Linked DNA regions of Drosophila melanogaster: region 1 is linked to region 2. The links are chromatin contacts, called in public Hi-C maps. All regions are on one chromosome and are shown on one strand. Each heading gives the region's core, a stretch centred on a gene start, on an enhancer-like site or on the middle of the called end of the contact. The rest is flanking DNA. Distances are from core to core; before and after follow the strand shown. Region 1 holds the start of CG31249. Region 2 holds the start of Patr-1 (Protein associated with topo II related - 1).

Region 1 (2,844 bases), core at 86-2,585, 640 kb before region 2:
TACTTAAGGCGTAAATGACAAGATAAATAATTAGGTTTTTATCTTAATCTTAATTTAAAATGCAAAACAAATAAAACCAAGAAAACAAAGCAAAACAAAACGAAACCATAAAATGCTATAAAACACAAAGCGAAGCAAATCGAACTAAAGCTGTAGAGAAGCACGCAAAAAGGACTAATAACCACACATCCACACCCACACCCAAAATGCTTGGCGTTAGGAAACCAATAAACAATTAATGCAAAACCATACATGGGTGGGTGCACCAATTTGTATACTAAACTTTCTCACACATAATTAACGTGCTACATAAGAGATCGAAAATGAAATGTCTCCAGATTCTGGCATGAGCAAGTCTAGAGGTCCTTCCGGTTTCCGGTGGCGATCCTCTGGATCCAGAGGAACTGCAAGATATTGGGAGATAATAGGAAACTGCTGCTGTTGATACGTGTATTCGTGTAGTTGTTTGCAAACAAATATTATAACTCAGCATCTCGATATATAACGTGTAGTTATTAGTCTATAATTTGCTAGGATGTAAATGTATGTCCCTCAAACTTAATTTAATTATTTAATTAATATACATACATATATGATATACAATACAGCCTTTGTACTTGTCGTTTCTTATCGCTGATAAGGGAAAAATATTTTTTGGCGGGGAAATACTTTTTAGAACTCATTTCGATTTTTTCAGTGCAAATCAATTGGTCAGATTGATGAATCCTATGGTAACGCATTCCCAAAATATTTCTTATTATATTATTATAAACTATATTGCTTCTGTTCAGCGTAGGACATTCACTGTTGAGCGAAAGATTATTATATAAATGTATATTCGAGATAATATGCAATTGAGCACCTAAATACCATGTCTAGGTTTTCAAAAATGTCTAGTAACAAGATCTTTTGTCTGTTATTAGGCTGTACTTTCAGCATTGAGGTCGATGTTACTCGATTGGGAATTTGTGCATTGTATTTACAATGTCAATTTGTTCAAATTTACAATTTCAAAAATCAATTTTAAAAGAACTTACATTAATATTAAGAATTCGCGTGTTCCGGGATAAATTTGACTTTTTTAATTAATTGACAATTTTAATCGGTCAATGAAGAGCTTTAAAATTGTATTAATAGTTCTTCAATTAATTGAATAATATGATGTGCAAAAAAATAATTATCGGAAAAAATACTTTTTGACAGTAAGTAGTTTCTTACAAAATATTTGATTTAAAAATTATATATCGATACTTTTTCGAGATTATTAAATTCGAACAGCTTTATCACAGCAAGTTGGCAGCCCAATTTCTACGTCGATAAGTCCTCTCGTTTAATGTTCCATCCCTTAAATTTGGGCGATAAGAATAAGCACAGCCGGCTGTAACATTTTTTGTAAATTAACAGAGCGAATCGATTTTTGTATAGTAATCCGTTGAAAGCATGCTGTCGCTCAAGATGAAACTCGAGGTACTGGGTCGTCCCGATGTTGACATCCCGGTGGTGATGAGCGGTAATTGTCTAGTTTTCCTGATGGGGCTATAAGTCATCCCATTCTTTTCGTTCCGCAGACCGCAAGGAATTCGCCAACACAGTCCTCTGGTTGGAGGACCAGAAGATCCGGCTTTACTCCATAGAGGATCGCTGTAAGCTGCGCACTGTCGACAACCCTGAGATCTGGAAGGAGGGTTACTTAAAGTACTGTGCCGATTTGAGCATGCCGCCCCTGGAGACGCGGCAGGAGCAGCTGGCCTGGATTGTCAGCTATGCTGTGCGCCTGGACTTCCTCGATGATCCTGATCAGTTTGCCTCGATTAACACCAAACAGGTGCCACCCCAAAGCAATGGCAAGCAGTCCCAACAAAGGGTCCAGGCTATTTTCGATGGAAATATTAATAGTATGGTCTGATTTTAACTAAATTTACCATTTAAGGAACTTTAAATTTATATATTATGGATTTTTTAAGAGGTTCCAAAAACCACTTTTATTATCTATAGATGATAATCAGGTAAAGTACAACAAGTATTAATTCTTTCTTCCCACCAGCTCAGGAAAAAGCGTTCGTGGATGGAGTCCGGCTGCTGGCCAGCAAACTGAATGTGCCGCACCACCCGAACCATCTGTTGCAGCTGGAGGCTATCGCTCGCGTGGTGCACGAACGCCTCTCGCCCGCCGCCAAGGATCGCAAGCCGGTAGTGGGTAAACCCTTCCCTTTTGACAAGGGAAACGACGTCGTCTCGTCCAACGACTCTGCCCTGGACCTGCCCATGCGCATACTACGTCTTCTCCAGATCCAGAGCCTACGCGAGCTGCAGACACACATCAATGAGACCATTGTGGCGGTGCAGAACATCACGGCCAATCCAAAGACTGATACCAAGCTGGGGAAAGTGGGATTCTAGACGATTAACAGTAAAGGAACGCAATCGACACAATATAACATAAAAGGACATAAAGAACATAAAAGTTTTAAAATTGCATCTATAAAATATCCTTTAAAGCCAAGCAACAACATTTAGCAGAAATCAATAGATAGATCAACAGCCAAGCTATGAACAAGCAAACACCTTTTTTGAAAGCTATAAAATAAGAATCCTGTTGATATTTTATAATATTATTATTAATACAAACATATGTTTATTTATGATCCTCTTTCAAAAGATGCAATATTGTGTATGCCTATGTAATTAATTTATTTAAAATAAATCATAAATTCATTAAAGCAAACAAGGTTTTGTTTTCAACGATTTTAAATAGAAAAAATTCTAAAAACAAGGTTACAGCTATATTATTGTAATGCCACATGGTCGTACAAAAGAAAACATTAACCTTTATATATTAAGTGA
Region 2 (2,858 bases), core at 338-2,837:
AGGTCGCTGGTTGCCGCCGGGCAGTGGAAAGTTGTGCGGCATGTGCTGCTGCATTAGAGGATGCTGGGGCAATTGCGGAATATTCCCGGGCAGACCTTGCGGGTAAATAAATCCGGGCGGCACTCGGTTGCCACCAATACCGTTTAGTTGTTGCTGCGACGATGGCGTGGGCAGTAGCTCGGGTCCGGGGAAACCCAAATTTGGCCTCGGTGGAGAGGTGTGCGGCGTGCCCAAGAAGCCAGGGGGTACTGCAATGAATTGTTAAATGGTGTTATTTTCATATGTCGCAGAAATCTATCAGGGACTTGAAGTTTGTTCCTTAAATGGTTAAATCTGTCTTAAAAATTGTCCCCAAAAATAGATTCGTAAGAAATAAATATTTTTAGGAATTATACTTTTTGTTGGACATGTTTTCTTTTTAAATACTGAGGCCTGTTTTTGTATGCATCAATACTTTTTAGTTTTAATATATAATTACCCTTGTGCTGCGCTTGTTGTGGCGGCTGCTGCTGCGACTGTTGTTTCTGATGATGCTGCTGCTGCAACATCTGTTGCTGCAACATGGTTGGTGTAGGCACCTGCTGCCTGTTACCCAGACTAAAATCATCAAACATTTTGCGTTCCGCCTGTTGCTGGCTCTGCTGCTGTTGTTTCGGAATGGCCTGCTGAATGATCATATTGCGCTCTATATCCTCGAGAGTTGTAATTTTTGGAAAAGGCTGTGGATTCAGTGCAAAGTTGGCATTCGCTTCCTGCGGTGGCTTCATTTGTTGTGGTTGGTGCTGCTGATGTTGCTGCTGCTGTGGCTTGAAGGCGCTGCGCATAGGCTCGCGGAACAAATGTTGGTTGTTGGGAAACGGCTGTGATCCCCAGACCCCGGAGTCCAGCTTAATGCGGTTGCTCAGCCCACCGGCTTCGCTATCAGTGGTGAAAGAGGACAGGTCCATGTCGTCCAACTTCATGGAGGAAATGTTTAGCTCCAAGTCCGAGTCCCCTATGTGACGAGACTGTCGGAAGGGGGCATTCAAAGGGGCCGGAGTGGAGCCGCTTGAAGAGGGCGCCGATGATAGCGGATTAGCGTGTCGCAGGAAGGCACCATTTCCCTGATCGGCAAAATCCGTATTTCCACTAGATTCCGCGGGTCGCTTCCGCACCCTTTCGCCATTCCCGCCCAGGCGTACCATCGTCTCATGGGCTTCCTCCCAGTCGCCATTTATAGCGGATCCAAAGGTTTCGTCATTGAGGGCATCGTATTCCGCCTCGACGATGCGTCCATCGCCACCATCTTCGTCCTGGAGAAACAATTGAAGCAAGTAAATTAGACATTCCTACTTTTTCTGCCCCCGGTGGCCTTCGATGCCCCCTTATTTGCCGAGTGAAAAGTGTGCGTTGGGCATTTGCCGACCCCTGTGCGGCCCGCTATCCCGGATATTGCAGCCGCAATGTCGGGACCGCTGCTTACCGGTAGATTCGTGTCAAAGCCGAAAAACGAGTCATCCATGGCGATAAATCTATTGCTTTACAAAAAATTATCATGACTTGTCAGTGACAAGTTGTCACCTCAGCAGTATAGCTGTCAAAATATCGATGGTACTATCGATAGTCTGACGTCGATGGTTTTCTGACTATCGCCACAATACATCAATTTCGCTCGCATATAAATATTATCATATTACAAATGTTGGAATTAACATGCAAATTTAAAATATATATTTTTTTCATACGTTTTTTTTCAATAGGTGAACGACTGAAGATTTGTCTAAATTTATAAGTTTGCATTTTGCTACAGTGATGTTAGAAAAAAATGATGATTTAACCACTGCCAAATTTCGTATGTTGCATATTTATTTATTCAGTTTGGGACTTACCACGACTGGTTAATAAGTCAACAACATTAGATTTTACTGATCAATGAAAAATCTGCCCTAATTAAGGTGCATTTGCACTCCTTCAATGTATTCGATATTTTGAACTAGTTCGAAACTTGAAATCAGCGCCCGCAAGCTCATCCCTAAATTACTAGTTCTTGAACTATTGCTTTGGACGGAACTACGAGCCTGTTTCCTTTTCCAAAACAACTTAGTCGAAATGAAGCGGAAAACGAGCGAGATCTGGTGCTTTTTCCGGGCGGTGGACGACACGTTTGCGGTGTGTAATATCTGCAAGGCGAAGCTCTCTTACAAGACGACCACCACGAATCTAAGCAAGCACATGAACAGGATGCACCCCACATCGGGACTCAACCGGAACTCCAAGTACAAATTCCAGCCGCAGACCACCATCGCCATCGACCGGAACAAAGCCAAGCCGCGCAACTCAACGCAAGAGCTGATATTGTTAGAATTCGTGAAGAAACATCCGCGTCTGCTTCAGAATCCGACGTGGGAAACACGGGGCAATCTGGAGTCGCTGTGGGAGGAACTGTCATCCGAACTTAATAGCCACGGTCCGCCGCGAAAAGATATAGCCACCTGGAGAAGGGTATTCTAACTTACTTTTTTTCTAACCGCTTGCATTATAAGTTGATTTGTTTGTAGGCCTTAAAGGACTGGAAGAGGTTTATCCTGAGAAAGGTGGAAAAGAATGAGATGCAGAACATGCCTTTTGGCACCAGTCTTACTTCGTCGGAGGAAACAATAGCCACACTGTGTAGATTAAACGAGGATGTAAGTCAGATTATTATGAAGGTCTCCGACGATGAAATGCATGAGAATTCCACCACGGAATTTGATGTGGACGAAGTAGAGGATGTGGTCCCGGAAGAAGATGGTGGCGCCCTTCAGACTTCCGCCGAGTACGTTTACGAACCGGAGGAGAACAAAACGGACATTGACCCGCTTTACCTGCAATCTAACAAA

What was found. Hi-C and Micro-C count contacts between places; a contact is called where the count stands out from the background.
Region 1: a contact with region 2 is called in a Hi-C map of the Kc167 cell line, with 2.2 times the contacts expected there. The contact joins the promoter of CG31249 here to the promoter of Patr-1 in region 2. A contact is called at or near these places in 3 of 107 Hi-C or Micro-C datasets (the Kc167 cell line and embryo).

What each region holds. Positions count from the first base shown.
Region 1 is chr3R:17,685,562-17,688,405 of dm6, reverse strand. CG31249 reads left to right here and starts at 1,335. Exons shown (of 3, transcript NM_169774.3): 1 at 1,335-1,510; 2 at 1,569-1,895; 3 at 2,045-2,717. The coding sequence starts at 1,441. The coding sequence ends at 2,400. osa (osa,) reads left to right here. Exons shown (of 15, transcript NM_206506.2): 15 at 1-588. CG31360 reads right to left here. Exons shown (of 2, transcript NM_169773.3): 2 at 2,599-2,844.
Region 2 is chr3R:17,042,293-17,045,150 of dm6, reverse strand. Patr-1 (Protein associated with topo II related - 1) reads right to left here and starts at 1,587. Exons shown (of 5, transcript NM_001300440.1): 1 at 1,463-1,587; 2 at 479-1,292; 3 at 1-248. The coding sequence starts at 1,501. bdwf (bedwarfed) reads left to right here and starts at 2,015. Exons shown (of 2, transcript NM_142334.3): 1 at 2,015-2,481; 2 at 2,538-2,858. The coding sequence starts at 2,089.